Regions from separate parts of the Mus musculus genome. Here region 1 is linked to region 2. Evidence: chromatin contacts called from public HiChIP or PLAC-seq data. All regions are on one chromosome and are shown on one strand. The core of a region is the stretch at or near the end of the contact, and the rest is flanking DNA. Distances in the headings are between cores, read along the strand shown.

What was found. HiChIP or PLAC-seq counts read pairs in DNA pulled down with a chosen protein or histone mark.
Region 1: a contact with region 2 is called in an H3K27ac HiChIP or PLAC-seq map of microglia, with 4 times the contacts expected there. The contact joins the enhancer-like site here to the promoter of AU020206 in region 2. A contact is called at or near these places in 1 of 484 Hi-C or Micro-C datasets (CD4 T cells), 2 of 115 datasets of contacts at active chromatin or transcription factors (the 230-238 cell line and microglia) and 3 of 9 other capture datasets (adipose tissue, liver and pancreatic islet).

Annotation. Positions count from the first base shown.
Region 1 is chr7:75,698,422-75,701,586 of GRCm38.p6, reverse strand. The region is part of intron 16 of Akap13 (A kinase (PRKA) anchor protein 13); the gene reads right to left. Among named protein-coding and RNA genes, the nearest start is that of AU020206, 82 kb to the left of the region's middle. Within about 2 kb of position 1,441, at least 119 of the 459 cell types and tissues checked have an H3K27ac peak or open chromatin away from gene starts, as enhancers often do. A contact at or near this core is called in the 230-238 cell line, adipose tissue and microglia, where this site is marked.
Region 2 is chr7:75,780,812-75,783,909 of GRCm38.p6, reverse strand. It overlaps AU020206 (expressed sequence AU020206), which reads left to right and starts at 1,790. Exons shown (of 3, transcript NR_165329.1): 1 at 1,790-1,858. RefSeq lists a cis regulatory region at 1,427-2,169.

The DNA.
Region 1 (3,165 bases), core at 192-2,691, 82 kb after region 2:
CTGCCTCCTGAGTGCTGGGATTAAAGGTGTGCCACCACCACGGCCAGCTAGCAATGTTTTATAAGAAGATATTTTAGAAAAGTTGACAATGGTAAAATGGTAATTGGTTATTATTCTTAAATTTAATATGTCTATATTTAACTATTGCTAACATGCTTTAACTGTACTGTGGAATAAGAATCCAATGACATTTAAAAATGATGAGACTGGGCACAATAATACTAGGGTGCTATGCAAGAAACTTGGTTTTCACTTTCTTAATCCTATCCTTTTAGAAGGTAGGGTATTCTGTGAGCATGAAAACCAAATGTGATTAGGCATCTTGGGAAATTCTTTCATATACAAGGCACAGAAACTCGGAATTGGGTCTGAATGGCTCACTATAACGTTAACTAAGGTATCAGCTGGCGAGAAAGTCCTTTTTAGTCAGAGAACTTTTGAGTCATACTAGGAACTGGTTTAAAATGTGTCTTGTGTCTTGAAGCTGTCCTTGTAAAAACGAGAGCTTAATAGAAAAAGACAATCAGTGGCGTGAAGACCACTCTCTTCGTGAAGGCAACAGTGTGTATGTATCCAAGGACCTTAATACATGTATAATACACACAATTTACTCAGCAGGAAACAGAACTACTGCTCAAAGACAATACGACAAAAGAGAAACTGCCCATCTTCCTCTTACGCTTCCTGTTTAGGGCTCCTAAGCTTCTGAAAAGCATTCCGTCTATACATCTGCAACGTCTGCATGTTACAGCTGACTCAAAGGTTATGTATGCAGGACTGATAACTAAATTCCTTATATAATAAAAACTATACACAGAAAAACTTGGCACTATTGGGCAACACATATTGTCTAGGAGTGTGAAACATTTGCTGCCTAATAGCTAACTTTGGCTACTCAGAGAGTCCAAAGAGTGTTGGCAGTCACAGCTTAACATGTGGGATAACAAACTCAAGTTTATAATTGTCTTCTCATAGACACACACACTATGTTTACTCAGAGAGACTTTCCTAACTATATTCAGATACAACTCATATGTATTGGTTAGCAGCTGAATAACTATATGGTCTCATTAACACATATTTAAAAATTAATAATCTTAGCACTTGAGTGGTTACATTACTGGCCCAATATGTGCAAGGCCCTACAATCTCCAGCACTGAAGAAAAAGAGAAAACAACCAACTCCTAAACAGGGTAAGAGAAGTGAAAGTTCATTATTTTTATAGAAAAAATAGTGTTAATATCTATGGTATCACTTTTTTTTTTAAACAATATAGGAAACATCATTCAATAGTTAGGAAAAAGAGTTGACTGATACTCACTTATCTGTATAATTGGGTGGACACACAACTAATTCTCTCTCATTACCTCTGCTTATACTGACAAGGTCACAGTGTTCTGTAGCAGCTGTATAACAGTCTTATTTAACAGTAAGCTAACCTCCACTCACAGGAAAGACGGCAGGTTAACATGCCTGGCCACAGGGGTACTTGAAAACACACAGTAAAGGGAACCGTACTGCAATCTGCAGAGTTATGAATTTGCAATTTTTGGAGTTTCTATTGCTGGAGACAGTTTAGCCCCCAAAGATCAAATCTTGAAGCCAAGTCAGAAAGAGGAACCATGTCAATTGCAAAAGAGTGTTGTCATTTTGTCGACAGAGAGGAATGGAGGCAAGAAGTCAACTGGTTCTTTAACGGTGATGACAGACCTGACTCGAACACAGGTAGCCTATTTTCCTGTCCCATCTCATCACCTGCCTCTTACCTAATGGTAGTCATTTGAAGTGAAAAAATATTAAAGACAAATGAAAAAGAACTACTTAGTAGTGGATTTTGCTGAAAAATAAGCACACGATGACAGGCAACATGTGTGGGAAGCCAGACCTCACGTAGCTCTGCCAGACCATTATCTAGACTTGCTACTTGAAACACAGTCTATAGAGTACGGAAGTTGGGTGAGATTCTGTTTTAAAGATGACGTTCCAGTTTCTAAGTCTGATTCCACATTATCTTTTTTTTCTGTCTGTATTACCTGCCCCCTCAGCAATCTCACTGTTGAATCTACCATTCATTGGGAGAGGTGGTCAGAGGTAGTCTCTACTGACTTGTTGGCCTTATAATTATGTGTGTGTATGTTTGGATAAGGTTCCAGTTTAAAAGCAAAATAAAAAAAAAATAACAGAAACATTTTGAATTCATCCAAACCTAACCATGACATTTTCAAGGTTAACTGAGAATTACAGGCCACTAAGCAAAGAAGCCATTCAATAATACATGGTTCGGTTTTCCCAAGGGAATTTTCTTGTGTTGATAGCAACTATAGACGAAGGAAGCCAAAGGAAACATGCAGGTTCTGCTACTGCCAGTATGTGGAATACAGTATGCATCCCCTCCTCCTGGCTTCATATTCATTCATATATATATATTTTTTTCTCAAACTAGAATGGATCCAATAAAACACACAATTAGGCTAGAAATGATTTAGTAGACTGTATTTTCATCCTATACTTGGTAGGAAAAATGGTGAAAAAGCAGATTTGGTGTAAGAGTTTTGTGGTAAAAGATACTTTATTTACAAAACCTGGCATCACAGCTAGGATAGTAAATGCACTCACTCTCAAAGGTCCTTGTGCTTGCTCCCTACACTTGGCGGGGAGCCTCCTGGAGAGAACTTATGGGGTGTGTGCCCTTGAAGGGGGTTATGAAGCCCCAGCCCCTCTCTCTGCTTCCCCTCCAGTAGGTGCTCTGCCATGGGGCACTTTACTACCACAGCCCCAAAGCAACAATACTAGGTGAACATAGGCTGAAACCTCTGAAATCGATTCCTTCTTAAAGAGACGACTATAGCAGGTAATTTGTTACCACACGGAAAGCCAACACAGTTAGTAAAACTTATTGGCTGTATTTCTATTAGCTTTCACAACGAGTGCCTGAAAGGCTTAGTCAGGGGAAAGAGAGTACTTTTTTTTTTTTTAAATTGAAAAAAATTAATATATTTTGATCTTTTTTCCCTACCTCTTTCCTAATTCTTCCCAGGATCTCCCTACTTCTCTACATCTTCTATTAGAAAAACAAATAACAAAAAACAAACAAACAAAAAAATACTACCAACACAAAGCAACCCTTTAAAAACACAAAAATGAAAGTCAAGACAATTTTTGTT
Region 2 (3,098 bases), core at 541-3,040:
CCTTTTAAAAGATTGTCTATTTTATGTATGTCCATATGCTGTCACTGTCTTCAGACACACAAGAAGAGGGCATCGGATCCCATTACAGATGGTTGTAAGCCGCCATGTGGTTGCTGAAATTTGAATGAACTCAGGACCTCGGAAAGAGCAGAGGCAGCAGCTGCTTCTTCTTCTTCTTCTTCTTCTTCTTCTTCTTCTTCTTCTTCTTCTTCTTCTTCTTCTTCTCCTTCTCCTTCTCCTTCTTCTTCCTCCTCCTCCTCCTTCATCCTCCTCCTCCCCCTCCTCCTCCTCCTTCCTCCTCTTCCTCCTCCTCCTCCTCCTCCTCCTCCTCCTCCTCCCCCCCACTTCATCTCCTCCTCCTCCTTCTTTTTGGTTTTTCGAGACAGGGTTTCTCTGTGTAGCCCTGGCTGTCCTGGAACTCACTCTGTATACCAGGCTGGCCCTGAACTCAAATCTGCCTCCCTCTGCCTCCCAAGTGCTGGGATTAAAGGTGTGTGCCACCACTGCCCGGCAGTATCTGGTCTCTTTTTTTTTTGTTTCTGGTCTCTCTTAATAATACATTTCTGAGTCACACAGAAGGAAAGGGGCATGAATACATTTCTGAGTCACACAGAAGGAAAGGGGCATGAGGAGAAACAGAACACATCTGACCCTTGGCTTATCTTCAGTGATGGTCAAACCTCAGTGGATAGGTGGCTGACTTAAGATGTGGATACTCACAGTGTGGAGAGTCCTTGATGCAGCTTCAAGGATATTGGCAAGAATATTTACTTTTGGCTTGGAGGACAAGGGAGGAGGCTCAGATAAGAATAATGTACTGTGTTCCTTGTGTCTTGGTCATCCTGTTTATTGCCTTGTTTGACTACATTGTCTTTAATCTAAGAACTGACCTTAGATGACATAAAAGCAAGCTGGAGAAAAATAAACCCACATCAGCCCTGGTTGGGGTCGTGTTATAATGTTGTTTAATTGTCTTTTCTTTCTTTAACCTCCCTCCCTCCTTTGAGACCCCGATGACTGAGCTGGCTTCATGCAGAAGGAAAGGGGCGTGGGGAGAAGCAGAACACATCTACCCTTGGCTTATTTTCAATAATGATCAAGCCCCAGCAAATGTGAATGTGTGGCTGACTTAAGATGTAGATACTCACACCATGCTTCATCTTTACAAGGTCACTGCTGCAGGCCATGGGACTCCTGGAATGCAGTTTGTTGCCTTGAGTAAACCAAGATTTGGTTTTGGTTTTGGTTTTGGTTTTGGCTTTTGTTTTTTTTCCGAGACAGGGTTTCTCTGTGTAGCCCTGGCTGTCCTGGAACTCACTTTGTAGACCAGGCTGGCCTCGAACTCAGAAATCTGCCTGCCTCTGCCTCCCGAGTGCTGGGATTAAAGGTGTGCGCCACTACTAAACCAGGGTTTTACTGGGTGGGGGTGGGGGCGGATTAAAACATTTGCGTTGCAATCTAACTAGGTGTGGGAGGCAAAAATATATGAATCCTTTGTTCTTTTTTCTGAGTTCGAGGCCAGCCTGGTCTATAAAGTGAGTTCCAGGACAGCCAGGGCTATACAGAGAAACCCTGTCTCGAAAACAAACAAACAAAAAAAGAATCAGGTGGCACTAACTTTTCTTTCCCCTCCCGGCCCCTCGCTGGACCAGAGGCTGGGGCAGCCCACCCCTTCCTCCAAATGCAGCTGTAGTATGGGTTCGTCGGGCCATCCGTCACAAATCTACGGCCTCTGATTGGCTTTTGTGCTTAGGAACCATAAAATGGGGCGGGAATTGGGGAGAAATTGGCTTTTTGGCGGCAGCACTGCGTCAGCGGCGGCGGCGGCGGCAGGGACTTGCAGTGCGTGAGCTGCATGGTGAGTACCGGGTTGAGTCCTGGCCGACCGTGTTCGCAGTGCCCGTTATCCGGACGGCCTCCTTGCGGCAGGAGCGCCCGGAAGCGTGTGGAACCGTGGGTCCGGTTTACTGGGTCGGGGAGTTTGGGTCGAGATAGCAGCCGGACTCCATTTAAGACCAGGAGTCATTTTGAGATTCTGCCTCAGTTAGGTTAAAGTTTTTTGGGGTGGGGTGGGGGCTAGAGGGTTTCGAGACAGGGTTTCTCTGTGTAGCCCTGGCTGTCCTGGAACTTACTTTGTAGACCAGGCAGGACTCGAACTCAGAAATCCACCTGCCACTGCCTCCCACGTGCTGGGATTAAAGGCGTGCACCACCACTGCCCGGCTAGGTAAAAGTTTTTTGTTTTGTTTTGTTTGTTTTTTGAGACAGGGTTTCTCTGTGTAGCCCTGGCTGTCCTGGAACTCACTTTGTAGACCCGACTGGGGTAAAAGTTTTAATATTCTGTTTCTTGGAGTTAGGCTGTGCCCGACAGATGTTTTGTACCTTGTGCTCCAGGAAGAGTTCTATAACTGCCTTGTGCTCTCTGTAAACCCGCCTGCTTGCAAAATACCTCTCTCTCCCATTGGTTTTGTCCTATAAGAGAAGTATGGGAAATTTAGGGGGAGACAGCTGTGCACAGACTTGGCTGTGCACGGAATAAGGTGTTCTTTATCCTCATTCGGTGGGATTAATAAATTAATTAATTTTGGAGGCTCCAGTGATATAAGAAGCTGTTAGGGTCCATAAACTGTATAAACATAGATTTCAGTCAGGGATAGTTTATCGAACGCACATCCTAAGATTGATCAATCAGAGATGTAGCTCAGACTCTACAGCTGGAAGCTACAACCCTGAATGTTTTCTAGGGTCAGTTTATAGAGGTTAAAACCCCACAGGGAGCTTTTATAAGCAGGTACTGGGCGGGCTGCAGGTGGTCTGCCTTTCCCAAGTTGTTACTAGTTTAGGCATAACAGTTGAAGCTGGTTTCTATTTTGGTTGGTCCCAAGTGAAGGCTGTGGTTGGGGAATTTCTAAGAACCTCAGAACAGAACAGGATATATGGCCAACTTGATCTCTCTCTGAGCCAAACTGTTGTCAGCAGTATGAGGTGGCTGACAAGCATGAGGCAGGAGGGTTACAGCTAAATTGGGGGGGGGGGGCGGGGGACGGAGGGGGGGGTGGGGGGGCGGGGGGGGAGGGGCTAAGCTAGGGCGGAGGGTAG